2 separate regions of the Mus musculus genome follow, and region 2 is linked to region 1. Evidence: chromatin contacts called from public HiChIP or PLAC-seq data. All regions are on one chromosome and are shown on one strand. Each heading gives the region's core, a stretch centred on a gene start, on an enhancer-like site or on the middle of the called end of the contact. The rest is flanking DNA. Distances are from core to core; before and after follow the strand shown. Region 1 overlaps Trappc9 (trafficking protein particle complex 9). Region 2 holds the start of Chrac1 (chromatin accessibility complex 1).

Region 1 (5,072 bases), core at 1,829-4,328:
GAGGATTGCCACTAATTCAAGACCAGCCTGAGCTACATAGCAAGACCTGTCTCACTAATAATAATAGTCTATAAAAAATGCAATAGGATATTCAAATCACTGTGGAAAGGAACACAGGCCATAGACTCAGAGCAAAGTCATTACCATGGGGGGATTCAAATCAACAGCATAGGCATGCCCCGTGCATTCAGAGGATTCAAGGCACGATTCTCCAATCATTCAGTTCACCATGCTAGGGGGAAATTGCTCCTCTTCACCAGACAACAGGAAGCAGTAGGGTGCCCCATCAAACACGGACCAAACAATAATCAGGTTTGCCACAGTTCTGATTTAAAGTCACTTAAATCAGACTGTTCCAAAGACCACAAATCCAGAAACCAGAACCATTCATTCACAACACCATGAAAACAAGCACTTAAAAAATAAAAATAATAATAACCAAAAGAAACTAAGCACAGAGATCATGTACCTGGGTCAATGAGAACTTCTTGCGCCCCTGGAAGAAAGAACAGATTACGGTCTTTTATTTGGAAAATAAAACCACTTTTAAAGACAACTAGCAGAACACATTTTACAGTTTGCATCCACCCTGGTGAGCCTGGGACACTTGCAGCTACTGAGGGGAAGAGCGTGTGTGTGGCAGGCACCATGCTTTTCTGGTTCCAGGAGGAGAACAGAAGATCCTACTGTTAACCCTGCATTGAACGAAGAGGAAAATGCCCCCTTATCTCTTCCCTTCCTACTTTCTAAGCTCAGGCTCCTCACTCTCCATCAACAAGTTTCAGAAACCCTCGTTTCACCAATAAACCAATAACAAGAGAATATGTGAGTGCTCTGACTGAGGTATCAAAGGTTTCAGAAGGAAATATAGTAATACATTAATACTCCCAGATCTCTCTGTCTCTTTCTTTCTCTGTCTCTCTCTGTGTATGCCTTTGTCTCTCTCTGTGTGTCTGTCTGTCTGTCTGTCTGTCTCTCTCTCTCTCTGTGTATGTGTGTGTGAGAGAGAGAGAGACAGAGGCAGAAAGAGACACAGAGAGAGAGACTGACTTATGAATTACAGGGCACTTATCAAAGCTAAGGAAGTGATGTTTAGAGGTGGTTTATACTGAAGCTGTAGCACAGTTGGTAGAGTATTTCCCTAGTATGCATAAGGCCCTGGGGTCAATTCCTAGCACTACATAAACTGGGCATGGTGACGTATGTCAGAAATTCCAGCACTCAGAAGAGACGATCAGGAGATCAAGGACATCCTTGGCTACATAGTAAGTTTGAGACCAAAATGGATAAGCCGTGACCCTGTCTCAAAGTGGACAGTGGAAGCTAGAAAAACGGCTCAGCAGTTAGGAGTATTGCTCTTGCAGAAGACCAAGATTCAGGTCCTGGCACCCACTCTATGCAGCTTACACCTGCCTGTAACTCCAGCTCTAGGGGATCTTCTGGCCTCTGAGAGCACTTGCATGCACACAGTATACACACATACATACATACACACACACACACACACACACACACACACACACACACACAGAAAGAGAGATCAGAGGTCACAGAAATCCCCCTACTGCTGCCTTTCAGGTGCTGGGATTAAAAGCATACGCCATCATATCAAGCTAGAAGACATTTTAAGTACAAGGGTAAAGAAAAAGACACCCAGAAAGTGCCAGGCAGTGGTGGCGCACTCCTGTAATCCCAGCACTTGGGAGGCAGAAGCAGGTGGATTTCTGAGTTCAAGACCAGCCTGGTCTACAGAGTGAGTTCCAGGACAGCCAGGACTGCACGGAGAAACCCTGTCTAAAAACCAAAAAGAAAAAAGAAAAAAAAAAAGACACCCAGAAGAAAGTAAGACGGACCTGAGAGAGCAAGTGAAGGTCTCCATCCTTTAATTTTATTTTTAAGACCAAGTTTTGTCTTGCTCAGTTACCAGGCAGCCCTTGAAGTTTGAACTTGCCAGCCTCCTACCTTAGCCTCCTCCATAACTAAGATTATAAACCCCAAGATTACAAATCTGCACACCAGGCCTCACTCATCTCTTACTTCTTTTTTTTTAAACATTTTTAAATACTTATTTATGTATATGAGTATACTATAGCTGTCTTCAGATACACCAGAAGAGGGTATCAGATCCCATTACAGATGGTCGTGAGCCACCATGTGGTTGCTGGGAATTGAACTCAGAACCTCTGGAAGAGCAGTCAGTGCTCTTAACCACTGAGCCATTTTTCCAGCCCCTTCTCTTACTTCTTAAGTGGATCTTTCTTCACAAAGCTATTTCTCCCTATTCTGACTCCTTAGAAATCAAACATAGAATGATGGATCCAACACCCAGCGTGAGGTGCATGCCTGCAATCTCAGTAATAGGGGTGGAAGAGAAGACAGGACCAAGTTCGAGGCCAGCCTGGGCTACACAACAAGACTCTCATCCCTCTTCCCAATGTGGTCACGTGGAATAAATCTTCTTTTTCCTGCTTCCCACCTTTAATTTGGTTCGACTGCCTTATTGAGGATGGGTGGCCAGAGCTGACTTGAAACACACAGTATCACGTAAAGGTCAGTAACACACCAAATGCATATAGATGAATCTTCACACCTTCACGCAACCACCTCAGCTGATCCGGAAGCCAGGATCTCCTCCAGACCCTAGATGGTGCTTGCTAATAAGCACAGGAGTGGAGATTTAAGACCTGGCAGGCAGCCTTCTTCTCATCTGCAAGGCGCTGCAGAGCTGTGACATCATGGCTAACCATTACCTAATACTCAAGAGAAAGTCCAGTTTCACTGCTGCTCTGATAGCAAATCTGCAACCCTCGCTCTGAGCTGACCAGAGAAAAACACATATATCCAGAAGGCTTTTTCCGGGTATGTACTGGGGATCAAATGAAGAAATCGTATTCAAGGAGCCTGGTTTTGGGTCCTCTTGTAGAAGCCGGAAAAAAAAAAAAAAAAAAAAAAAAAGCTTTAAAAATAATAAGTAAGTGCAACAGCGCCACCTATGGAACGTCCTGCAAGGATCCAGAATCTGCAGACCACAGGCAAAGTTCAGCTAGCACAGGCACTGGGCAGCTTCATAGAAAGATGGCACTGTTCAACAGCTAAAGTCTGACACCCGGATGTCAACCAAAGAGACAGGCTCCCGGAGGACAATCTACGAACAGGAAGGGGTCTCAGAACTGGTTCTTCTTACAGTCAGCTGCCAAACTTTCTCCCAGTCTCTGTATTTTTCCCTAAAGGCAACTGAGGGGGCAGGAAAGATGGCTGAGCGGTTAAAAGTGGTTACTGCTCTCACAGAGGATTAGAGTTTAATTCCACCGCCTTACAACTACCCTAATGCTCTCTTCTAACCTCCAAAGATACCCTCAAACATGTGAGTGGATACATACATACTCACAAATAAAAATTTAGGGGCTAAAGAGATGGTTCAGCAATTAGGAACACTGGCTGTTCTTCCAGAGGTCCTGAACTCAATTCCCAGTAGCCACACGGAGGTTCACGACATAAATAAATAAACCTTTTTTTTTTAAAAAAATAGCCGGGCACGGTGGTACACACCCATACATAAACCCAGCACTTAGAGACAAAGGCAGGAAGATGGGATTGTTAAAAATTCAAGGCCAGCCTAGTCTCTATCTCAAGCTCCAGGTCAGCCAGGACTACACAGTAGCACCCTGTCACATAAACAAACAGATCTGTAAAATAACCATGACTTCAGTCTGTCCTGTTTTCCCAGACACTCCTTAAACTCAGGCCGCTGAAAAAAGAGTTCACGGTGACAGGCAGGGGCTCTGTAAGAGGCCAACTCAGTTGCCACCTTAACTCAGCAGGGATTCAATCGCTGGGTGACAAGTCTCTGTCCCTTTAAAAAAAAAAAAAAAGAGTACTCGCTCCAACCCTCAAATGTTCCCACTGGGGAGTTGTAAAGCCCTGCCTGAGGCTGAGGAGCGCTGGTAGATATTTGGACTTTTTCTTTTCTTTCCTTTTTCTTTCCTTTTTTTTTTAAGGTTTATTTATTTATTATATGTAAGTACACTGTAGTTGTCTTCAGACACACCAGAAGAGGGTGTCAGATCTCGTTATGAATGGTTGTGAGCCACCATGTGGTTGCTGGGATTTGAACTAGGGACCTTTGGAAGAGCAGTCAGTGCTCTTAACTGCTGAGCCATCTTACCAGCCCCTCTTTCCTTTTCCTTTTTCTCTTTTTCCAGACAAGGTTTCTCAGTTTATCTCTGGCTGACCTGGAACTCCCTCTGTAGACCAGGCTGGCCTCAAATTCAGAGACCCACCTGCCTCTGCCTCCCAAGTGCTGGGATTGCAGGCGTGCACCACCACAGCCTGGCTCTGGACCATGCGTCATGTCAGTCCCCACCATCGAATGCCAGTGACAGAGATGAGAACCAGGTGTTCTACCAGCAAGCCACACCTCAGGCCTGTTTTGATCAATTTAATGGTAAGTAATATTACCAAGTTCAGAGAGAAGAAAAAGTAGAGGCCACCACTACTAAGAAACCTTTACAAGTCAATGGTAAGCACTTTCTTCCAGTTGACTATAGAATATTCTATACATTTTGGGGTGGGGGTCCTATATAAGGGACCCAGGTCCTCCCACGGTGCTAGGCAGGAACTCTACAAGTGGGCTACCTTCTCCATCTTGGTTGTTTTGTTTTGTTTTGTTTTGTTTTTTCAAGACAGGATCTCATGTAGTCCAGGCTAGCCTCAAATATACTATGTAGCTAAGCCTGGCCTTCCATTCCTAAGCCTCGCTCTGAGTATGGGAGCCCAGCATCATATCTGGCTTTCCAGCCCTAATTTTTTAAAGAAACTATATTTTGTCCTTTAGTTATAGACCTACAGGTCCACATCCAAATCTTCAGAATAAAGATCAGTGCCCCAACTTGTGAGCAGCATGAAGCTAGGATTGAAAGACTAAAAGAAAGAATGAAGGGGAAAAAAAAAAACTACAAAAATTTTTTAATCTTTAAAAATTTTTTTTCTTAAGATTTTATTTTTATTTATTTATTATATGTAAGTACACTGTCGCTGTCTTCAGACACTCCAGAAGAGGGAGTCAGATTTCA
Region 2 (5,072 bases), core at 957-3,456, 46 kb after region 1:
TGTCACATGCCTTTTAATCCCAGTCTTCAGGAGACAGAGGCAGGTGGATCTCCGTGAGTTCAACACCCGCCTGGTCTAGAGCTAGTTCCAGGACAGCCAAGGCTATGTGAAGAAACCCTGTCTTAGAAAACAACAAAAAAGAAAGAAGACAGATTGCAAAATAGGGAAACTTTATTCAAAGCAAAGCAATACAGATTAGGAGTGTGTGGTCAAGAAAACAGTGGGTCACATCAGTGAAGATACTCAGGGGCCTCACATTATTATTGCCCTAGCTTCAGAGATCTGAAGGGAGGGGAGCTAGTTACTAAGGGGGTATAGTTTGGGTGATTCACTATTTTGACAGATTACAACTTTTCTACCTTACATGCCCTCCAATAATGTTTGATTTTTAACTGCATGCACACCCAGTTGCAACTAGGCAATAAGATGGTAAAATGGGTTTTCCTAAGAGTTCACTTTAAGGACAGTTTGCTTTATTATGCATGCACTCCAAACTAGTTCTGGCTGGCCTCCTTCTCCTTTCATTACTAGAACACAACCAAATAGAATCTAAGTTTATACCAACTAAGTGGAGGAGAAACATTCCAGTGTTCAGAGCGGTGTGTGTTTGTGTGCCAATCCTCCCGTGCATGATGGGGAGAGTGGTACCATAGGCTATTAGTGGCATTGTTCAGAAGTGTGCACAGCCCAAGCCTAGTGGCATCCTAGCTTCCTAAAACAGTCCTATGCTTGTCTGCCTCACTTGGGTGAAAGGAAGCATGTGAAAGGCAGGCAAAACTCATCTTGTCTAACGGCTTTCCTTTGCTGCAGATCTGAGAACAAACATCACTTCTCAGAGGCCAGCTTACCAGTTATGACACTTCCCACTGGAAATGGTATTCTTTCCCCAGACATCTGGGTGAACATAGCCTTATTGAGAGCACGCAGCTAGCTTGCTCACCAACTGTGCCTTCGTGCCTGACACTAACACTGGATATAAGTTCTACATCTATGGTCTCAAACAACCTGGGATACAAAGTATTCAGGAAAAAAAACAAAACAAAACAAAACAAAACCCATCCCTGCTGACTGGACATGTAGAAATCTCTCATCATTGTTCCCTAACAGTCCAGCAACTACTCATATGGCATTCACGAAGCACTTAATCAAGAAGACATGGGTATTGTATGAGAATGTGCCTAGGCGTTATGCAGTTGTCGTCTTTTGTATTTAAGACTTTTCTGTCGGGCGTGGTGGCGCACACACTCCGGAGGCAGAGGCAGGGGGATTTCTGAGTTCGAGGCCAGCCTGGTCTACAAAGTGAGTTCCAGGACAGTCAGGGCCATACAGAGAAACCCTGTCTCAAAAAACCACACACACACACACAAAAAAAAAAAAAAAAAAAAAAAAAAGACTTTTCAGCATGTACAATTTCAGTATGTGTGGGGATCTTAGAACCAATCCCCCAATAGATACTGAGGGACAGTTGTATCTTATGTTTATTGGACTAGGATATACTACGGTAATGACGACACTAAAACCAAACATGATCCAATCTATAAAACCCTGCCGATTTAGTTCCTCCAACTATATTTAGTGCCATCTTAGGAGTTTTTGTTCTCTTCAGACCACATCAACTTTACTCTCCCAAGTTTACTCCACAGCTCATCTAAGCAAAAGTCCACGGTCTCACGGTTTCATCTGCCGTGGAGTCCCACTTTCTGATATTCTTGGACGCTCCCTCCAGACCACTTGATAGGATGTTTCTAATAGTCTTCATTCTAAAGTCATGGCCCATCTTCTTCAACAAGACCTTGTGTGGCCAGGCTGGCTAGAACTCTTGGTGATCCTTTTGGCATTGTGGTGGGATTACAGAAGACTCTAGGACCATTCAGTTCACCTGTCTGCTTAGCAGGCTAATCCCCATACGCCTCAAGAAAGACATGGGTAGTGGCCGCCTTTCCTCCCTATTCCTCTGGCCAAACTGTTGCCATGGTTCGTTTGATTCCCTCCAGAACATGACCTCCTAAGACATCTCTCCAGTTTTTGAAAGGACAAATCTGTGCAGCTCGGGACTGCCCGAGCAAGCACTCGGACGCCTGAGAGCGCTTCTTCCGGGAGACTGCCCCGGCGTTTCCGAGAGGGATTTTCCCGGGCGCCGGCTCCCAGGCTTTCGGGCCACCGCGCTCCACAGCGTCTGCGCAGGCGCGGCCGCGCGAAGCATCACGGGCCGCCCGGGACGGACGCGGAAGATGGCGGACGCGGCCGTGGGGAAGGAAAAGTGCGGGGACCAGCGGCTCGTGTCATTGCCCCTGTCCCGCATCCGAGTCATCATGAAGAGCTCTCCCGAGGTGTCGAGCATCAACCAGGAGGCGCTGGTGCTCACGGCCAAGGCCACGGTGAGCGGCCGGCGGGGCGACGAGAGGGGCGGGCGCGGGCACCAACCGCCCCTCGGGCTCCGCACACACGCGCCTTGGCCTTTGGCTGCCCTGCGGGGGCCGCGCGGCGCCTCTTTCTCTTGCGTCTGCGCGCTACACACCTCCTCCTCCCCTCCCGCGGGCTCAGCTCCGCCCACTGCGCCGCTTTCGCTCTGCAGGATCGTCTGGCTCCCAGCGTCCTCTGCGCCCCGCCTCCCGCGTCACTCCCCGCTGGGCCTCGCGCACGCGTAGTTAAGGGTTCGGCTGCGTGCGCGAGTTGAGGCGGGTCTATGTCGTGCGGGAGGTCGGGCTGACTCTGACTTCCCCCAGGAAGATGCGGGAAGGTTCTCCAAGCTTCCAGGACGGCTTGCAAGGCTGTCTAGGGCTCTTCAGCCCTCAGGACTCTGGAGGTAGTCAGAGTTTACGCAGACATCCGCTGTCACAAGTTAAATTATAACCGCATAGTCCCCTCCCAACACACATCGCTTTGTCTTCTTATTTTGTTCTATATTTCCAGCCATCTCTCAGTATGTTTTCCCTATCCTGGAGCTCTGTAAACCACCAGAATTACCTTGAACTCGAAAGAGATCTGCTTGTCTCAGCCTACCAAGTGTTGCTGGGGTTTAAGGCTTGTGCCACCACACCCTGCCACCTTGGTCTTGGCCCTTCTGAGTACGGCGATTAAAATTTCCTGACCCCACTCCTGGTTTAAAGTTTGGTTTCGATAGTGGTAGGCCGGGAACCTTATTGTTCTGAGACCCAGCCATGACTATTGGCTCTACCTTCTTTTCCAGCCTCTGCTTCTAGAACTTCATTCAGTGCGTGGCATTTTTTTTTTTTTTTTTTTTTTTTTACAATATTTTGGACTAGGGACAAAGGTACAAATCTTGTGACTGCAATAGAGTCAACCTTAAGTAGATCCTGATAAAATAACAATAGTTCCCCAGTATCTTTGGATTGGTCCTCCAAAGCCAAATACAAATCTTAGGATAACAAGCCCCTTTTAGACAGTGGTGTATATTTACATGTAAACTATACATGTCTCATTTCTAAATCATCTTAAGATCATGGTGGTGGCTGGGCAATGGTGGCGCATGACTTTGATCCCAGCACTTGGGAGGCAGAGGCAGGCGGATTTCTGAGTTCAAGGCCAGCCTGGTCTACAGAGTGAGTTCCAGGACAGCCAGGGCTACACAGAGAAACCCTGTCTCAAAAAAAAAAAAAAAAAAAAAAAAAAAAAACAACAACAACAACAACAAAAAAGTAGAACCTATTTAAAAACAAAAAACAAAAAAAAAGGAAAAGATCATGGTGGTCTTCCTCTTATTTCTGTGTGGTGCTAGGATTCACATTTTTTTTGTAAGCTTCATTCTAGTGTTAAGGACCTAATCACTATGCAGACAGTTCTCTGATCACGTACTAGCTGAGATAATACTGAACCCTGGGGAAGGTTCAGTTTTTATTTCTGAGCATTGGGCTCTTGTCAGTTCTGTACCTAGAAGGTATTTGGGCAAAATGAGATGTCATTTTTCAGTCTGAGGTTTTTGATTTTTATTATAGTTATGAGAAAACAAGGGACTGAAATAGACACAGACGCCTGGCACCTTATGTCTGTAATATAGTCCTTTGCAAGCCAGATGTAATTTGGTTGATTGGTTTTCATTTTTCAAGACATAGTTTCTCTGTGTAGATCTGGGTGTCCTGGAACTCTGTAGACCAGGTTAGCCTTTAACTCAGATAGGTCTGCCTCTGCCTCCCAAGTGCTGGGATTAAAGGCATGCACCACCACTGCCTGGCCTTTTACTCCATTTTGTGTAGGCTGGTAACACCCCACCCCTTCCTCCCTTTTAGACAGCAGCTCATTTAGCTCAGACTGGCCTTGAACTTGATATATAGCCATAGCTGCCCTTGCTTCCCTGTGCCTCCTACCTCCACCTGAGTGTTGATATGATAGGTATGGATCACAGCACTCCCTGAAACCACTTGTAAATATTTTTGATACCCCTGTAATCATTTGTAAATATTTATGTTATACACCTAAGCTCAGCTGGGAACTAACTGCCTGCTGCTTCCTTTCTGGTCTTATGTTTCTGTCTCTTGTAAACTGATTTCCTGTCATTTGAATCGAGGAACCAAGATAATCTGAAGTATTAATGGAGTGTTAAGCTTATAAAATGTGCGGTGGGTTTTTGACCGAGCCCTCTCGTTTGATTTTCTTTGTGTTGGTTTAGGAGCTCTTTGTTCAGTACCTAGCCACCTGTTCCTACAGACACGGAAGTGGCAAAGCCAAGAAAGCACTGACGTACAGCGACTTAGCCAGCACTGCAGAGGACTCGGAGACACTTCAGTTTCTCGCAGGTACTTAACCTTTGGGGCATTCTGTTAAAAAAAAAAACAAACAAAAACAAAAACAAACAAACCTTGTAGTGTGAGCTCTTCTTCCCTTTGTTCTGCTTGGTGCCTCAGTTTACCCTGATCTGGCACAGGGAGATATTACTAGCCTTCTCCATTTGAGCCCACCAAGAAGCCAACAGTATGCAGGTGCTTCCCTGGCCAAGCCGACTCACTTAGAGCTTGTCCTGTACCCCCAGCACCCCTAGACAGAGCATGCACGCAGCCATGGAGCAGGCTCTGGCTAGAAAGAGCTTCAGTCTAGCCCAGGGGCCAGCTCAGCCT

What was found. HiChIP or PLAC-seq counts read pairs in DNA pulled down with a chosen protein or histone mark.
Region 2: an H3K4me3 HiChIP or PLAC-seq map of the SCID.adh cell line shows a contact between it and region 1, with 16 read pairs. The contact joins the promoter of Chrac1 here to the enhancer-like site in region 1. A contact is called at or near these places in 4 of 39 promoter capture datasets (cranial neural crest, frontonasal cranial neural crest, macrophages and 1 more), 3 of 115 datasets of contacts at active chromatin or transcription factors (the SCID.adh cell line and embryonic stem cells) and 3 of 9 other capture datasets (adipose tissue, liver and pancreatic islet).

Annotation. Positions count from the first base shown.
Region 1 is chr15:73,041,708-73,046,779 of GRCm38.p6, forward strand. All of the region lies in intron 4 of Trappc9 (trafficking protein particle complex 9), which reads right to left. Among named protein-coding and RNA genes, the nearest start is that of Trappc9, 17 kb to the right of the region's middle. Within about 2 kb of position 3,079, at least 24 of the 459 cell types and tissues checked have an H3K27ac peak or open chromatin away from gene starts, as enhancers often do. A contact at or near this core is called in the SCID.adh cell line, where this site is marked.
Region 2 is chr15:73,088,206-73,093,277 of GRCm38.p6, forward strand. Chrac1 (chromatin accessibility complex 1) reads left to right here and starts at 2,207. Exons shown (of 3, transcript NM_053068.3): 1 at 2,207-2,378; 2 at 4,628-4,754. The coding sequence starts at 2,232.